2 separate regions of the Mus musculus genome follow, and region 1 is linked to region 2. The links are chromatin contacts, called in public promoter capture Hi-C maps. All regions are on one chromosome and are shown on one strand. Each heading gives the region's core, a stretch centred on a gene start, on an enhancer-like site or on the middle of the called end of the contact. The rest is flanking DNA. Distances are from core to core; before and after follow the strand shown. Region 1 has its middle 24 kb from the start of Klf14. Region 2 holds the start of Copg2 (coatomer protein complex, subunit gamma 2).

Region 1 (2,978 bases), core at 387-2,886, 86 kb before region 2:
AGCGAGGAGTGAGGGGATGAGGGAAGACAGCTAGAGAGAGACAGATAACGACAAAAGAAAAATAACACCTAGGTATAAAAACTCCATAAACAAATGTGTATCTTTGTGTGTTAACTTTAAAAAATAAAAAAAAAATCAAAGTAAAAGAAATAAACTTTCAAATCATGGTGTAGATGCTTATGATAAAAATGGTAACATTGACTTTGGCAACACAGAGTTAAATGACCGACCATAGTCTTAAAAGAAGACTCAATTTACTGTTACAATGATATAAACTTTCTCCCAAAGAAATCTCTTTCTCACTAACTAAATACCAATTTTAACCATGAACTAATTGCTATTTTTAAAAGGTGTAATCATGTCATGTTCGTGTATTTAGTAACAGGAAACATCTCAAAAATCTATTGAGTGATTTAATGAAATTATGAAGCATAAGCAACATTTTGTTAAAAGTTAAATTATGCACATCCAATTGATTGTCTCTGGGTGATGGAACTGGGGAATAATTTTTAAAACCTCAATTGTATTTCCTAAAATTTCCTACAATAAACATGTAATTATATTAAATAGAAGAAAAGCCAATCAACATTTTTCTTTTTAAAAAACCGACATATTCTTTTGCCACATGTCTCCAGATCTGGCTAGAATTCTCTTGTTCTCACTACTGTGACATTGCAGATAGAAGGCCCCGCAGATATTCATCGTTGTCTAGTCCAGCCATGTGAGCTCTTCATAAGAAGCTATCGGTTGTCAGGACATCCTTCATACAAAAACACTCATACACAGCCGGCGCTCAGGCTCAGAAAGATGGAGCCGAGACTGAGGAAAAGGCCAACCAATGACTGGCCCAACCTGAGCCCCATCCCACAGGAGAGAGCCAACCCCTGACACTATGAATGATACTCAGCTATGCTTGCAGTCAAGATCCTAGCATAACTGTCTCCTGAGAGGTTTCATCCAACAGTGAATGGAAACAGATGCAGAGACCCACAGCCAAACATCAGGCAAAGTTGGGGGAGTCTTGTAGAAGAGTTCAGGGAAGGACTGAGAGACCGGAGGGGTCAAGGATACCACAAGAAGACCTACAGGGTCAACTAACCTCACTCAGCCCGTGGGATCTCACAGGGACTGAACCACCAACCAAAGAGCATGCGGGGGCTGGAGCTAAGCCCCCTACACGTTTAAAGCAGATGCAGCTTGGTCTTCATGTGGGTCCCCTAAAAGTTCAGGGTGGGGGCTGGGAATCTCTGACTCTGTTGCTGCCATTGGATCACCTTCCCCTAGCTGGTCTGCCTTGCTGGACCTCAATGGGAGAAGGACTTGATGTCCCAGGGAGGGGTGGTACCTAAAGGGGGGGGTTCTCCTTCTCCTTAGAGAAGAGGGGAGGGTAGTGGGGTGAGGGGTGTGTGAGGGTGTGTCTGGGAGGAGAGAAGGGAGGGGAACTGCGATCGGGATGTAAAATAAATGAGTAAATTAATTAATGAAAAAAAAAAAGATTTCTTGACTAAACTGAGAAAGTAAAAAAAAAAAAAAAAAAAAAAAAAGTAACTCCTTCTTCTGCCACTAGAGAGCACCATTTTGCCACTAAGACAGCGCCAGGAGCTTGACGCAAAGGAAAAAAAAAAAAAAAAAGCTTTTTCTTTTTTCCGTTTTCAACAGAAAAAGCTTCCACAAAGATTATCAAGTCGTCTCGAAGGGGAAATGAATGTAAACCCTTCCCAACAATAAAATGTCGATTCCAAGATGAGATAGCTTCTCTTTATCTTAGCTCTGGACACTATGTACTTTGTACCTGTGACATCCTTTTCCGCCAGATCCTTAAAAAGCAGTTTTACAGAGTCTCAAATTAGATCCTGTGTTTTGCTACCGCACGAAAGCAACTCTGTGTCTAAAGCGCATTTCTCGTTCATTCACCAGTCAGCTTGAATCCCTAGAAGTGTAAAAACACTTGCTACGTTGAATTAAAAGGTTAAGGTTCCCTTTCAAATCATGTGCCTCTCCCAAGAAAATCCAACACGGCAGAGTTCCAGATTTACAAAACACAAAAAATGATGTGATGGTTATAAAAACCTTCTTGTGATTTTATTGATGGTTTCAACACGAGTCGCAATGGAATGTTCTTCTGATTCACTTAAAACATGGTCCCCTGTTTTAAGAGTTAAAACGGCAGCCTGTTTCACAGGGATGCATGCGATTTGAAGACTGATCAGCCCTTGCTGATGACAGGAGACAGACAGACAAGTCCACTCACAGGAGAAGCAATTGCTTTAGAAAAAGATGTAAGCGGAACTGTCTGATACCTAAAACAGGAGTCTCGTAGATGTGGCTCTGCTATTATAAAAGCTGGGACCCATGGAGTCTAGAAACAACCAGTAAGTCTCCATCACTAGCCTGCCCCACCCCAATAGCTACCAAGTCCAAATTCCCACTCCCCAACTTACTGATCTTTCTGACTTGATCAGTGCCCAACTCCTCCAGGCTTCCTGTTCCCTATCTGAAACAATGAGACTTCTTTTTTGTTTTGTTTTGTTTTTTTGTTTGTTTGTTTATTCGAGACAGGGTTTCTCTGTGTAGGTACTGGAACTCACTCTGTAGACCAGGCTGGCCTCGAACTCAGAAATCTGCCTGCCTCTGCCTCCCAGTGCTGAGATTAAAGGCTTGCGCCACCACTCCAGGCTACAATGAGACCTCTTGCATAGGAATCTGGAGAGGGTTAAAGAAGACCTGATACAAAGAACATTAAGTGAATGCTACATTGTAAACACTCAAAATAGTCACTGTTACTCAGAATCTTACTGCACAGATGACGTAGGAAATGCCTAAGACATCATGCTGGCAGCGGGTGAGCACTAGGTGTGGGCTGTTATTATCTTGTGAGAGAAAGGCACTGCATGCTCACGGAGTGTTTGATCCCCTTGAAAGATGTGTCATCCTCACGCAAATGTGACATGAGACATCCCACTCTTGGGAAATGTGCA
Region 2 (3,087 bases), core at 27-2,526:
TGAGATAGATCTTCATGTATAAAGTAATATGTCAGCCTTCAGCTCTAGTGTCATTTATGGCGACTACATATGCCCTCTCCAAATATGAGTGCTTTACTTTTGTACCTAAAATGAACAGACAGTTATGGTGCATTTCCTCAACAATAACAAAGCTGCCAGGGTGTTTTACTAGTGGTGCCATTTCTAAGCTAACATCTCTGTCCCCCAAATGATGCCCTATCATTTGTGTGTGTGTGTGTGTGTGTGTGTGTGTGTGTGAGAGAGAGAGAGAGAGAGAGAGAGAGAGAGGGAGAGAGAGAGAGAGAGAGAGAGAGAGAGATCTGAGTAGAAGTTGTCAAGTTTGGTTAGAAGGTTGCCCAAGAGGCAAACCACGCCCTCAACGGAGGAAGGACTGTCATTAAGATCTTAAAGTAGTCAACGCCCTAAGAACAGGTGAAGCTGGAAAGACCTTCTAGAAATGTGATGTCTTCGATGCCCAAGGCATTAAAAGCGTGTTTTTCATACTCTGAGACGAGGACAAAAAAAAAAAAAAAAAAAGAGAAAACATTTGGAAAAGCACTGAGACACATGAGTATCCCTTAAATTACTTGAGTGTTATGCAGATTGAATCATTTGAAAATGGTGAAAGCCAAGAAAACTACACTGGTTTGGGTGAAGAAGGAATCATAAGAAGTTGGGAATGGCAGTCCCCAAATCTACCCTCTTGGAAAGTTAAATTAAGACCAGCTTTTCGGTCTCCTCAAATGGATCACATCACGCCTTCCTTTTAGTACGCTTCTAGTGCTCTCAGAGTCGCACATTCAACGTGTCCTATGCTTTGTCGTAGTTTCCATGAAGTCAGAGAGTGAAACACCAACTTCGCAAGTATTTTGGGAACCCCTGACATTTTCAAAGCTCCTAGAAGAGAAGCCTACAAGAAGTGTGCCAGGGGAGAGCTTCTTTCGCCATGGAAGGGCCCAGCAGTGGATTGTCAAAGATGCGGCTGTCATTTGGTGAAGACAAAGACTTAAAGCCCCACTCCTCACTCTCCAAGAACTGAGGGGGCCTGGAGAAGTCACTAACCAAATAAAGTTCCCTGTTTGTTGTCTCAGACCTGGCTTGCAGAGTTTGTGAAGCGGGGCGTGGTGAGCCTCCGGGCAGATTCTGGCCACGCCCCCGTGCGGCAGTGGGCGGAGCAGGGGGCGTGCCTGCGTCCCTAGGGGGCAAGGGCGGCCGCGGAGGCCCGAGGGGGGCGGGCCTTGGCCCCGAGTGACGGCCCGCCGGCCCAACCGGTGCGAGAACCCAGGGCCTGCCTTCCTGCAGCGTCTTCCGCTCGCCGGCTGCGGCGCCTGGGACGGTTGCGGTGGGTCTGGGCGCTGGGAAGCCGTCCAAGATGATTAAAAAATTCGACAAGAAGGACGAGGAGTCTGGTACGCGCGGCGCTCCGGACGCCCACTCTCAGGCGCAAGGGTTTCCCCCCTTCCCTCGCCCGCAGCCACCTGCTCTGGGGGGCGGCCGCAGCGGCGGGGTCTGCCCGAAGCCCCTCCCCCGGCGCCGGGGCCTCCCCTCGGGCCGCGCGCTCCTGGCCGGGAGTCGCCTCGAGCGCTCGGCGGCTCCGCCCCGGCGCGTCCCCGCCCCCCGCGCCCGCCCCCCGATCGAGCCCCTCCGAGCCGGCCCTCCGTGGGGCCCTGTCGGGGGGCGAGGAGGTGCGCGCGCAAGTCTCGGTACCCTGGGGTTGCTGGTGGGGTTAGGCCCCAGGGCGAGCACCCCCTGTTTTGGGAGCTGGGGTCGACCGGGCCAGGGTTGCGTGTTTATGGACTCTGAAGGGCCTTGATTCTCCTGTTCCCAGGGGTTAAGACTGCCCGGTGGGACACAGCTCATTGAATGCTCAGGCATCCAGAAGTGACTTGCGTGTTGATACCTGTCTGTGGTGCAGTGCAAGTGGGGAAGATGCCAAGCCTCTTCAAAAAAAAAAAAAAAAATCTTCAGCTCTTCAGTGGTAGCTGCTCTCACAAGTGTGGTGGAAGGTTGGGTTAGTGGACCTTCATGGCCTCATCCTGCATGGCCTTTACATCTGTGACTCTCTGCGAAACTGTTCCTTTCTGCTTCAGTAAATGTGTGAAACACATAAAATAGGGCTTGCTTTTAGGGAAATCCATAGTGTCCTGTCATCTCATTACTCTTGGTGGTGGTGGAAACCGACACATTTGTTAACATCCATGGGATGGGGGAGGGGGAAGCAGGGAATGAAGGCACTCATTTTGGATAGGGTTCCTATATCAGGAGAAGTCCAAGATATCTCAGTATGGCAATGACAGAATTTGAACCAGAATCAAAATTACTTCATCCAACTTCTTTGCATATTAGTAATAGTTGTCCTTGTGACTTCCAAGGGATCATTCTGTTTAGGTGAGATTTCCAAGCATGCAATATCCTCCTTTAGAAAAGTCTTTGTAGTCCAGCTATTGAAGACCTTCTCTTTTTCTTATACTATAGGTAGTGGTTCCAATCCTTTCCAGCATTTGGAGAAGAGTGCTGTCTTGCAGGAGGTATGGCTTGGATGTGTACAGTGCCTTATCAATTCTGTTTGAGAATAATGGGCAAAGAACCTAGGAAGTACAAAAGTCAGGACAGCCAAAAAAACAGTGAAGGACCGTAGACCCACCTGACAGTCTGAATATCGGTCTTCCCCCACATTTGATCAAAACTAGAAATCCCTTTTTTATTTCTATATTAAAAGTGACAACGGAGTGTAGCAGTGCAGAGATTGTGGAGTAGAGGACAAGGGAGAGGCTGGGACTATAGAAACGTACAGACATATAGACTCTGTCGTGTGCTGGGGGATTTTAATGACATGTCAGGAGTGGTAAGTGCAAGGTTATTAGAAGAGCTTACAGATATTAAACTCGAGGCATTCATATGTAGACAGAGACTCTGGTCAAGTCTTTAAAGTTGAAGTTGTCAACCTAAAGGAATAAAATATAGCCAGGAAAGCAGATAATGTCTGGTAATTTATTGTACGTCATACTACCTTGAGAGCATAGACAACCTGCATTACTTGGATATTGTACTAACATATTGTTAATGCTACTAAAGATGATTTGATAT

What was found. Promoter capture Hi-C pulls out the DNA fragments that hold promoters and counts their contacts.
Region 1: a promoter capture Hi-C map of hippocampal neurons shows a contact between it and region 2, with 1.7 times the contacts expected there. The contact joins the enhancer-like site here to the promoter of Copg2 in region 2. A contact is called at or near these places in 5 of 39 promoter capture datasets (the 3T3-L1 cell line, 3T3-L1-derived adipocytes, cranial neural crest and 1 more), 1 of 15 datasets of contacts at CTCF or cohesin (the NIH/3T3 cell line), 9 of 484 Hi-C or Micro-C datasets (cerebral cortex, cortical neurons, cumulus cells and 4 more), 2 of 115 datasets of contacts at active chromatin or transcription factors (embryonic stem cells and fibro-adipogenic progenitors) and 3 of 9 other capture datasets (adipose tissue, liver and pancreatic islet).

What each region holds. Positions count from the first base shown.
Region 1 is chr6:30,981,454-30,984,431 of GRCm38.p6, reverse strand. No RefSeq gene overlaps it. Among named protein-coding and RNA genes, the nearest start is that of Klf14, 24 kb to the right of the region's middle. Within about 2 kb of position 1,636, at least 29 of the 459 cell types and tissues checked have an H3K27ac peak or open chromatin away from gene starts, as enhancers often do. A contact at or near this core is called in cortical neurons and hippocampal neurons, where this site is marked.
Region 2 is chr6:30,894,983-30,898,069 of GRCm38.p6, reverse strand. It overlaps Copg2 (coatomer protein complex, subunit gamma 2), which reads left to right and starts at 1,276. Exons shown (of 24, transcript NM_017478.3): 1 at 1,276-1,409; 2 at 2,476-2,528. The coding sequence starts at 1,373. It overlaps Tsga13 (testis specific gene A13), which reads left to right. Exons shown (of 8, transcript NM_054073.2): 8 at 827-1,089. The coding sequence ends at 996.